Regions from separate parts of the Capsicum annuum genome. Here region 2 is linked to region 1. The links are chromatin contacts, called in public Hi-C maps. All regions are on one chromosome and are shown on one strand. Each heading gives the region's core, a stretch centred on a gene start, on an enhancer-like site or on the middle of the called end of the contact. The rest is flanking DNA. Distances are from core to core; before and after follow the strand shown. Region 1 holds the start of LOC107870982 (probable inactive shikimate kinase like 2, chloroplastic). Region 2 has its middle 16 kb from the start of LOC107870976.

Region 1 (4,985 bases), core at 1,389-3,888:
AACAGATATAGAATATGTTGTCACAACTCAATATAAAAACAGTTCCTGAAAAGAACTAATTATTAATAATAATAAGCTAAAAAGTCATGACTTATCACAATATTGCTTAATTTAATTAAGTCATAACTTTTTACACTAATCAAGAATATCATTAATAAATGGAGGTGAACAGTTACACCTTAAATCTGTTTTATTAATTTATATAATAAAAAAGTTAGAAAATTTGGATTTCATGATGATAATTTTTTAAAAAAAATATATATAGATTATATGTTGCAACAGATATATGATATGATACAACAGGTTATCTATTTGTTGCAACAGATGATATATATGTTGTCACATATGAGTTATCTGATTCAAAAGATATAGAATCTGTTGTCACAACTCTATAAAAACGGTTCCTGGAAAGAACTAATTATTAATAATAATAAGCTGAAAAGTCATGACTTATCACAATATTGCTTAATTTAATTAAGTCATAACTTTTCACGGCAAGCAAGAATGTCATTAATAAATGGAGGTGAACAGTTGCGACTTTTTGCCTAACACATTCAAGTTCAATCCTCTATAAATAGGTCCCTCCTTACTCAATCGTTCATTCTACTACCTATTTATTCCTTGTTCTTATTACACCTTCAACTACTTCTCTTCAAAGACTTGATAGCTTTTTTCTGTCTCTGGTAAGTTTTTTTTTTGCATTCTGTGTAAGTATACGTTGTATTACATTCGAATTCTTTCTTTCTTTATTTTTGTTTTACGTGTTTTGTCAATTTATGTGTTTTCTAGATATGGCTGATCTAGTGTGGGATATTGGTATTTTATGAGACGCCATGCGGGAACTGCAGAAGGAGATTCATGACCTGCAGTGGGAGTTGACCATCGTTAGAGTAAGGATGCTGCGGAAGATCCGTAGGCTGGGGAGGGTGTTGCTGCTGCCGGTTAAAGATTGTCCGGCTGGCCATACAAATAATAATGATAATAATAATTAAGCTTTTTCTTTTCTTTTATATATGTATTTTTTTCTTTGTTTAATAAAAAAATTATGTTTGATCCATTTGACGTTTTAATTCTTATTTAATTTTTATGCTATCTATTTCTTTTTTTTCAACAAATGACATGCCTACAATTAAGGAATAATTTGAATCTAGTATCAATAGCAAGAGATCAACATATGAGTTGAGTTATCTGTTGGGTTTGTGACAGGAGTTGTATTTTATTGTTCAAAACAAATTATTCATCTGTTCCAACAGAATAATTATCTGTTGTAACAGATAAATATTCTTTTGCAATAGATATATATTCTGTTGCAACAAATATATATTCAATTGCAACAGATTACTTGTCTGTTGGAACAGATAACTAATCTGGTGCAACAGAATACCCATCTATTCGATTCATATTACGGGCACCTAGAACCATAAACATGAATCCAGCATGAGTCTACTGTTGCAACAAAATATTTATTTGGTGCCACAAATGATGAATCTGTTTAAACAGATTGCTCTTATGTTGCATTCATGTTCGCGTGCTAGCTATTGTTGAAAAAATAGCATACTATCAGTTACTCAAATGACAAATTCAATTAAAAAGTATAATTTGACTTACCAAAGTCTTCTCTCAAGTAAATGTCAAAGTTGAAAGTGATGTACGAAATAAAATTTGACATAAAAAATTGATCAAAGAGCAGCAGTTGTTGTAACAACAATAAGAAGAATATGAAGATGATAATGAAGTATAAGATGATGATAATGAATCAGAAGATGGTGAATAAAGCAGCAGCAATAATGAACAACAAATATTGCGAAGAGAGAGAAAATAACGGATGAGAAGAGAGAAAAATGCACCTTTTTTCCCTTCGTTTCTCGTTATATTAACTAATATTTGGATCAAAATATAAATTTAAAAACTTGTGGGTTATTTTGAAATTTTCCAAACTTTCTTAATCCATAATTAAGTAATTATCACTTCCACTCAATTATTAAGATTTGTGTCACCTACACCTCATTTTAAAAAAATTTTGTCACCTACAGCCCAAAGCCGCATCAAACATGGTAATGAATCAAGAATAGTAGCCGCTACATAATGACCCTTGATTTTAGGCTTCTTCCAAGGAGAACAAGTTGTACAAAAATTAGTAAAGTTATATATATGTACTTTTAGAGAGAGTAATTGAAAAAGTAGAATTCTTGTAAGATGTTTTGAGAGCTGGGATTTTATGTAATAAGTAATACTTAAGTTGTGGCTTTGTGTAATTTTTAGTATGACAAACTGAAATCATAAATTAGTAAACTTAACTAGTCTCCCTAATATTGTCGCAATTGAATTTATGTTTACAGAAGTAAAGCAAAACTAATATACCAAAGTAACACCATATAAATTGAGACAGATTTTTCATCGCTATTTTAAGTTATTAATTATTGTAGTTTACAATATTTTTTATGCAGTTTTCAAATGTATAAAGTTTATTTCAAGAAACTTACGTTTCTGTGTCCGAATTTATATCACGGTTTTGAAGCTTGAATTTTAAAATTTCAATTGTACCATATAAATTGGGAAAGAGAATGTTAAATTAATGTAATTATATTTATGTTTAAACTTTAATAAACCCTAAAATTGAGATAAATTTGAAGATATACTGTTATATGGTCCAATATGTAACTAGATCCAACTAAGGGAGCTATCTGTATATTTTCCTTTTAAAAAAAAAAAAAAAAAAACATTTTCTTATCTGCTCCAATCTTCAGTAAGAACCAGAAGCAAACATGGCTTCTTCTTCTTCTTCAGTGGGTCTCAGTTTCCTCACCAGAAATACCATTAAAGTTCCACTCTCAATTCCAAAGAGTTTTTCTCCTTTTCCAAAGCTCACATTTCCTTCTATTACGTGCTTTTATTCAGCAACTCCCCGTTTGGATTACAACAGTTTCAAGAAAATCAATCCCATTCACTACTGTAGTAATCTTCCTACTGCTTCCACCAATAACACTCACTACGAGGTACTCCCTTCTTCACTTTTACTGCTCATCTTTCACTTTTCGAGAGTCAAATTACATCAACTTTGATTTAAATGTCTCATATTAGTTGATCACTTGATAGAATTACTTCATCCTTTTGTTTTTACTTTTCACTATTTAACTTGACACTCCAATAAGAAAAATAATTAATAACGTGACTATTTTATCATATTAAATAGTAGTAAAAATAACATAAATCTCAATCTTATTAGAATTATTTACACTCTCTCCCACTTCCTTAATTGTTTTACTCTCTCTCCCGATTCATATACATGACAAGGCCGACATATACATATATGGCAAGGTCAACATATACATAACAAGGCCGATATATGCATAACAAGGCCGATTCATATACATAATAAAGTTGACATATTACATAGAAAGCTATGTATATGTATTAACTTAAAAATGAGATTTTTGTAATATGTTTAGAGAGATGGATTTTTTGTAATAAGTGAAACTTAAATTGTAGGTCTTTGTAATTTTTAGTATTAAATAATGTTTATATTATGTGTTGAAATTAATTTGGAGAAAAAATAATTAATACGAAAGGTAAAATAGGAAACATAAGTTGTATTTTCTAGTTATGTCAAAAATGACTAGTAAAAATAGAAATACAATTAGAAAATTTGTGACAAGAAAAAGCAAACGGAAAGAGTAATTATTTTTTTTATTTTTACTCTTACAATTAATATACATTAAATATAAACACTTACCATTTAAATGTACATTCATATGCCAAATGAATATTATTTATATGGGTAAAGGATAAAATAGTAAAATTCGTCGTTCAATTTATGATTTCTTAATTATCGTGTAAAATAAAAAGTGCCCAACTTAAATGAGATGGAGGGAATATAGCATTTTGGTATAGTTTTCGAACATCAAACTTTTACATTTGAAATATTAGATTAATCTACTTCACTTTAACTTTGAAATTTAGTCAAATTGACTTTACTAAAACTAAATGTGACAAGTAAATGAATGGATGGAGTAATTTTTTGTGTTCATTAAGTACATGAACTTGTTCACTTACCTTTTGCTACTGCCATGTGCAACTTACCATTATGTTCAATCAAATAGTACCAGATATTGATTTAGTATACTCCTGCAGTTTCAATTTGATTGTCTAGTTTTGATTTGGCACGAAATTTAAGGAAATAGCAATAGACTTTTGAATGAAGAGTCTTAAACAAGAACAACAACAGCATACCCAAGTAAATCCCACAAGTGGGGTCTGTGAAGGGTAGTGTGTACGCAAACCTTACTCCCACCTTGGAAGGTAGAGAGGTTGTTTCCGATAGACCCTCAGCTCAACAAAAGCATAACAAAACAGGTTAAGAAAAAGGAAGAAGCCATAGTAGAATACTAAGACCGTGACAACATTCTGAAAAGGAACAATAACTACAACAAAATAGGAGAATAATCGAACTACAAATAAACAATAAATCGAATAAAAGAAACTACGAGAGTACTACTACCACTACTAGTATGACCGAATAAGCTACACAATACTCAACTACCCACTAAGAGTCTATCCTAATCCATATCCTCCATATTTTCTCGAGCGAAGGTCATGACCCCGATAAGCTGCATCTGGATCATATCCTGTCTAATTACCTCTCTCCTATACTTACTCAGTGTACCTCTACCTCACCTGAAATCATCCATGGCCAAACTCTCACACCTCCACACTAGGGCTCTATGCACCTTCCCTTCACATGCTCAAACTATCTCAGTTTCACCTCCCACATTTTGTCCTCTATCGAAGTCACTCTCTTCTTGTCCCGCATAGCTTCAATTATAATCTTATATCTCCTAATATGGCCACACATCCATCTCTGCACCCTCTATTTCAGCTATGCAAACTCAAGCCACCCCAAAAGAGTGCATATTATATGTGAAAAATACTTTTGCTGATTTGATAAGGTGATCTGTAAAGCATGCAATATATCCAAAAACATAATA
Region 2 (4,985 bases), core at 1,769-4,268, 57 kb before region 1:
CTATCTCTAGTTAGTAAAACCGCGTGTTGTTCCTATCTTGTTATTGTTGTCCATCTCGTCATATTGTTGCTGTTTTGGTGTATTTACACCTTCAATATCTTGTTGTTATTGTGTTTTTATTGTTGTTGTAGTGAATTCGAGAGTGGTCACCAAAGGGGTCCTCGGTTCTTCAAACTTGTGGACTAATTTGGTGTTTGTTTCGTGTTTCCCTTATCTTTCTTGTATCACGGGGTCTAGTCCCAAGTAAGTGTTGGCGTCGGGTCCAAGGTTGGGTTCTCAGATCACAAGCCAGGATCAAGTGTTGGGGTCGAGTGCTGGGTAGAACTTGGGTCTAGGGTAGAAGTCAGCTCTTAGCTAGGTCGATCGAGGTAGAATCTCGAGTCTCGGCCAAGGTCAGAAGTTGGTCTCCAATCAAAGTTAGGGTCAAAGGCTCTAGATTTGATAAAGAGTAAGAGAGTGGTTGGACCTCGGTTTGGGTCACGATCTAGAGCCAGGTTCGAGGTTAGGTATTGGTCGAGGGCTCGAGTCTGAATGAAAGTTGGGAGAGGGAACTCATGAGTAATGAGTGGCAGAGCAAGGTAAGGCGGAGAGGTTCATCTGAAGCCCCTTTAGTGAAACGTTACATTATTTATATATAGTTAAAATTATTTTTATATATATAGTCGATGTTGAACCCCTTTTGACTCCTTTATTTTCTTACTTCGTCATATTCTGAACCCCTTAGTGAAAATCCTAACTCAGTCATTAGGAAGGGTTATCCTGAGCAGAGGGGTGGGGGTGGGCGGGGTGAAAGAAAGGCAGAGGTTGAGGCGGTAGAGAGGAGGAGCGAGTGGTGGATTAGGGGAGAGGGTATGGGCCTGAGTAGAAGGTGGAGCGGGGGTGGTAGGTCGAGGGGTGGGGGTCAGGGGTTGATGATATATGGAGTCTAAGTGGATTAGGCTGTGGTGAGGTTAAGAGAGTTTTGAAAATGTTTTTCTTTACGTAGAAAGTCAGTTTCCTTAAATTAGAGTAAAATAAGTTCATTTGAAAATTATTTTGTATAAAAACGTTTAAGTAAATCAAACATGAGAAATTTTCAAAATATTTTCTTTAATACAAACACACCCTTAAAGTAAATCTTTTTTGGTTTGTTTGTTAAAGCTAAGTTTACTTAGCTCGGTTAAAGGTCTTAAATTTTTTGAATTTAGGAGAAAAACCAATCATCTTCAAATGAATTGATTGCAATACAATCCATTTTAACTCAATTCATTTTCAATCCACCTAAATTCGATACAATCCATCCATTTAATTTGTCACCACCAACTGGAACAAAAGAAATATAAGAGTGACAATATTAGTTTGTGTCTGTCAGGCAAAGGAAAGCTGTTATCTATAAAAGTTATAAATCAAAATTAGAGTAAGGCAGGGGGATTATTGAATACCAATACAATATAATTGGAGTAATGGATCAATGCCAAGTGCCAACCATTCCTTGGTAATGAAAATTAGGGTTCCAAATATTTCTAATTTCTATAAGAAATTGTATCTTGGAAGCATCCAAGTTTGTCAGCAATTACGTTTTTTCTTTGATTATTCTTCTAACTAACATGCTATTTCTTTAATTAATTAAGTTTTCTTCTAACTAATTAACATGCTATTTCTCTGCTATTACGTAGGCATTTGTTATAAATTAAGGTAGAGATCCAAGGAGGAATCTTGCACAAATATGAGTTATGCTTTAATTAATGTATACGCAGTGGCATTATATTTAGTTTCTTGAATGAGTACTCGAAACAACGTAACAAACATTGTGGTTCTATGTACGAATTAAGGTCTTTATGTTTCAATACAAGCTTCAAAGATCACAACTAAAGTTGTGGTGTAGAGCAATATGTACTTCTCCATCTTTGACCAGAGGTCTCATATTCAATATGTACTTCTCCATTTTGATTAGGGGTCTCATATTTAAACTCTGAATATAAACTGACTTTAGCTTTGATAAGCCGAATTTTACCTCCCAAAATAGAGCTTTCCGGCGTTAATCTAAATTGTGGGCAGGGGCAAAGCCACCTTGGGCTTAGGGGGGTTTCATCCTTCGGTGAAAAATTAGATTATGTATGCATGATTAAAATTATTTTTTTATGTATGTATGATAGATGTTGAACTCCCTTCGGTTAGTTTATATATTTACATATTCATATTTTGAACCTCATTAATAAAAATTTTAACTCCGTCATTAATTATGAGCATCAAACATCGCGTAGAAAATTAAAAAAAAAAAAAGGTTAGAAAATCAATTAATTATTTTTTTTTTAAAAAAAAGGTGGTTGGTGGGGGGGGGGGGGGGGGGGGGGATTTACTGCCACTGAAAATAGATATCACGATCTTTAGATCTTTAGATGACATGGTTTGCGATTGATAAATGAACAAGTTGGTCAGTATGTCCATTTACTGCCCTACCTCTGAGCCACAAATTAAAATGGCAGTAAATTAAAACATTGGACCCAATAATATCAAGAATTGAGCATTGAAGTAAGATACATTTGGACCCATTTACTGGTACACACATAAAACATTGGAATATATACTGTGTTTAAATATTTTGGATGCAATTTTCTACTACTAGATATCCCCTCAAATTTGGCATGGCATGCTCATATATATTGTATTGAGGCAACTGAATTCGCTTCATTACAAAATTATACTGTAGAAATATGATAAAAGTAATATATGCTTTTAAAAAAAAACATGCTCGTACAAGACTTGACCATATATGCTTGGCAAAACAAGAATAAAGTGTTGTGATTTTTCCTTATTTTTCTCAAGACATGACTTAAAGTAGATTGTCACACACTATTTTTTCCCAATAATGTCTTTACCATAGGTTTAGGATCCTCATATCATAAGACTAGTACAAAATTGCCAAAAAAGTAGGAAACATAGTGAATCTTTCTAGAGAATTTTACTAAAGTGAACCTTATAGAAAATGCTTAACATATCTTATGAGAACATATCATTGAAAATTATGCTCAGATTTTATTTTACTTTTTTGACAAGACCCCATTAACTTTTTGGAAATGAGTCAAATCAATACACATTAACAGTTTATTTTTTGAATAGATCTTAACTATGAGGTGTCTAGGACTCATTGGTCACAATTTGTCTTTATTTTTCTCTCAATTTTTTTTCTGTTTTTCTCACCAATGGTTTTATATTATTTCCCCTTTTCCAATTCCATGCTCTTTGTCAAAAAGCAAGAAATGACACTACTTATTTGAGTTCTGGGCCTACAATATATGATAGTCCATCAAATACTCCTTTCATTTCGTTTTAATTTACGTCTGACAACTTATCGAGTATACTATCTTAATGTGGGGGAGAAAATATTTATGTTTTGTTTTCATACAAATGACCTAACTATGAAAAGTGAATTTTAAAAATTCGTTATTTTATATTTTTGTTCTATTTTATTTTTCACTTTTTGATCGAATATGGTATTTAAGAAATAAATAATGACTTTGTATAGTTTACAAAATTATTCCTTTTAAAGTCACTTTAATGTTTACTTTTTAGTTGTTGTTCCTTATTAAGTGTGGCCCAGTAAGAACAAAATGGGAATAATATTATTAGATAATTGTCAAATAAAAAAATATGACATTCTTTTTGAGACGGACAAGAAAAGTATGTCACATAAATTGGGATAAATGGAGCATATATTACTTCCTCCGTTTCGTATTAGTTGGACTTCTTTCTGAAAATATTTGTTTCAATTTAGTTATCCAAGTTCTAAAATCAAAAGTATTTTATACATATGTTTTCCATTTTACCCTTTATAGAAATATTAAATACATCCACAGTTTTCAAAATTATTGAATGGTGCATACATGATCTAAATTTTCAAAATCAAAATTAAATAATTGTTACTAGTTTTGGTTATAAATACTTAATGTTCTACATGTGATGCATGAGATCGAGTAATATGTACCAAATTTCAATGTCTAATCATTTCATTGATTATTGTACTTTAAAATGCATACAAGGATAAATATATAAAATGTATCTCTATTTATTAATTTCATAATGGGTGTGCTAAGTCTATAGGGACCAATTGATATGAAACAAAGAGTACAATATTTATGTGGATTATAAAGCTAAAAATTACATATATACAAGGTAATATTACCTTATTACATAAAATTCTATATTGTAAAAAAAATTACAAAAATCCCAAAGTAATTACTTCAATCACTTAAATTTACTCTCTCTCTCATCCCCCTCATACATATCAAAATAGTATTTTCTGCTCCTATTTTAGTGCATTGATTTTTGCTTGATATTTGTGCTCCTTTATTTATGCCTACAATCAAACTAACGTGATCTGAGAAATTTCAAATTGTCCAGTTATCAATAATTAACTAAACAAAGTTCAACTTCTTCATTTAATTTTAAGGGTTTTTTACAACTTCACCAAATCAAATTTGGATTCGAATTTTCTTTGTTTCATGTATGTACTTATCAAAGTATCCGATTTTGTAATTCAATAACATTGTGAGAGTTGAAATTTGAAATTCATGTATCCGATTTTTTGCAACTTTACCAAATCAAATTAAGGGTTTTTTTTTTCAACTTTACCAAATCAAATTTGGATTTGAATTAAACTTTGTTTCATGTAGGTACTTATCAAAGTATCCGCTTTTGTTAGTCAATACCATTATGAAAGTTGATTTTTTTTTTTGTATTTTTTCATAGTCTTAAAAGTCGGATCTTTGCTTTATTTGCTAATTTTTTAAATTGGTTAACGCATAAAGTATAAACTTTTTTGCAATGGAATCTGATCGCGTACTGTTATTCTCATTGTTGGTTTTGTTCTTGATTCTTTTGATTATGAAGAACCCAATTTCACAGAGAATCATTCGAAGCACCGAAACGATCCAGTAACAATGAAGAAATTGAGGAAAGTTGTCGGTTCAAGTTCAAACAAGAAAGCTCCAATATCGTCAAGTAAG

What was found. Hi-C and Micro-C count contacts between places; a contact is called where the count stands out from the background.
Region 2: a contact with region 1 is called in a Hi-C map of leaf, with 2.9 times the contacts expected there. The contact joins the enhancer-like site here to the promoter of LOC107870982 in region 1. A contact is called at or near these places in 4 of 5 Hi-C or Micro-C datasets (bud, leaf and placenta).

Annotation. Positions count from the first base shown.
Region 1 is chr1:19,469,501-19,474,485 of UCD10Xv1.1, reverse strand. LOC107870982 (probable inactive shikimate kinase like 2, chloroplastic) reads left to right here and starts at 2,638. Exons shown (of 8, transcript XM_016717721.2): 1 at 2,638-2,996. The coding sequence starts at 2,766.
Region 2 is chr1:19,527,189-19,532,173 of UCD10Xv1.1, reverse strand. No RefSeq gene overlaps it. Among protein-coding and RNA genes, the nearest start is that of LOC107870976, 16 kb to the left of the region's middle. Within about 2 kb of position 3,018, at least 2 of the 5 cell types and tissues checked have an H3K27ac peak or open chromatin away from gene starts, as enhancers often do. A contact at or near this core is called in leaf, where this site is marked.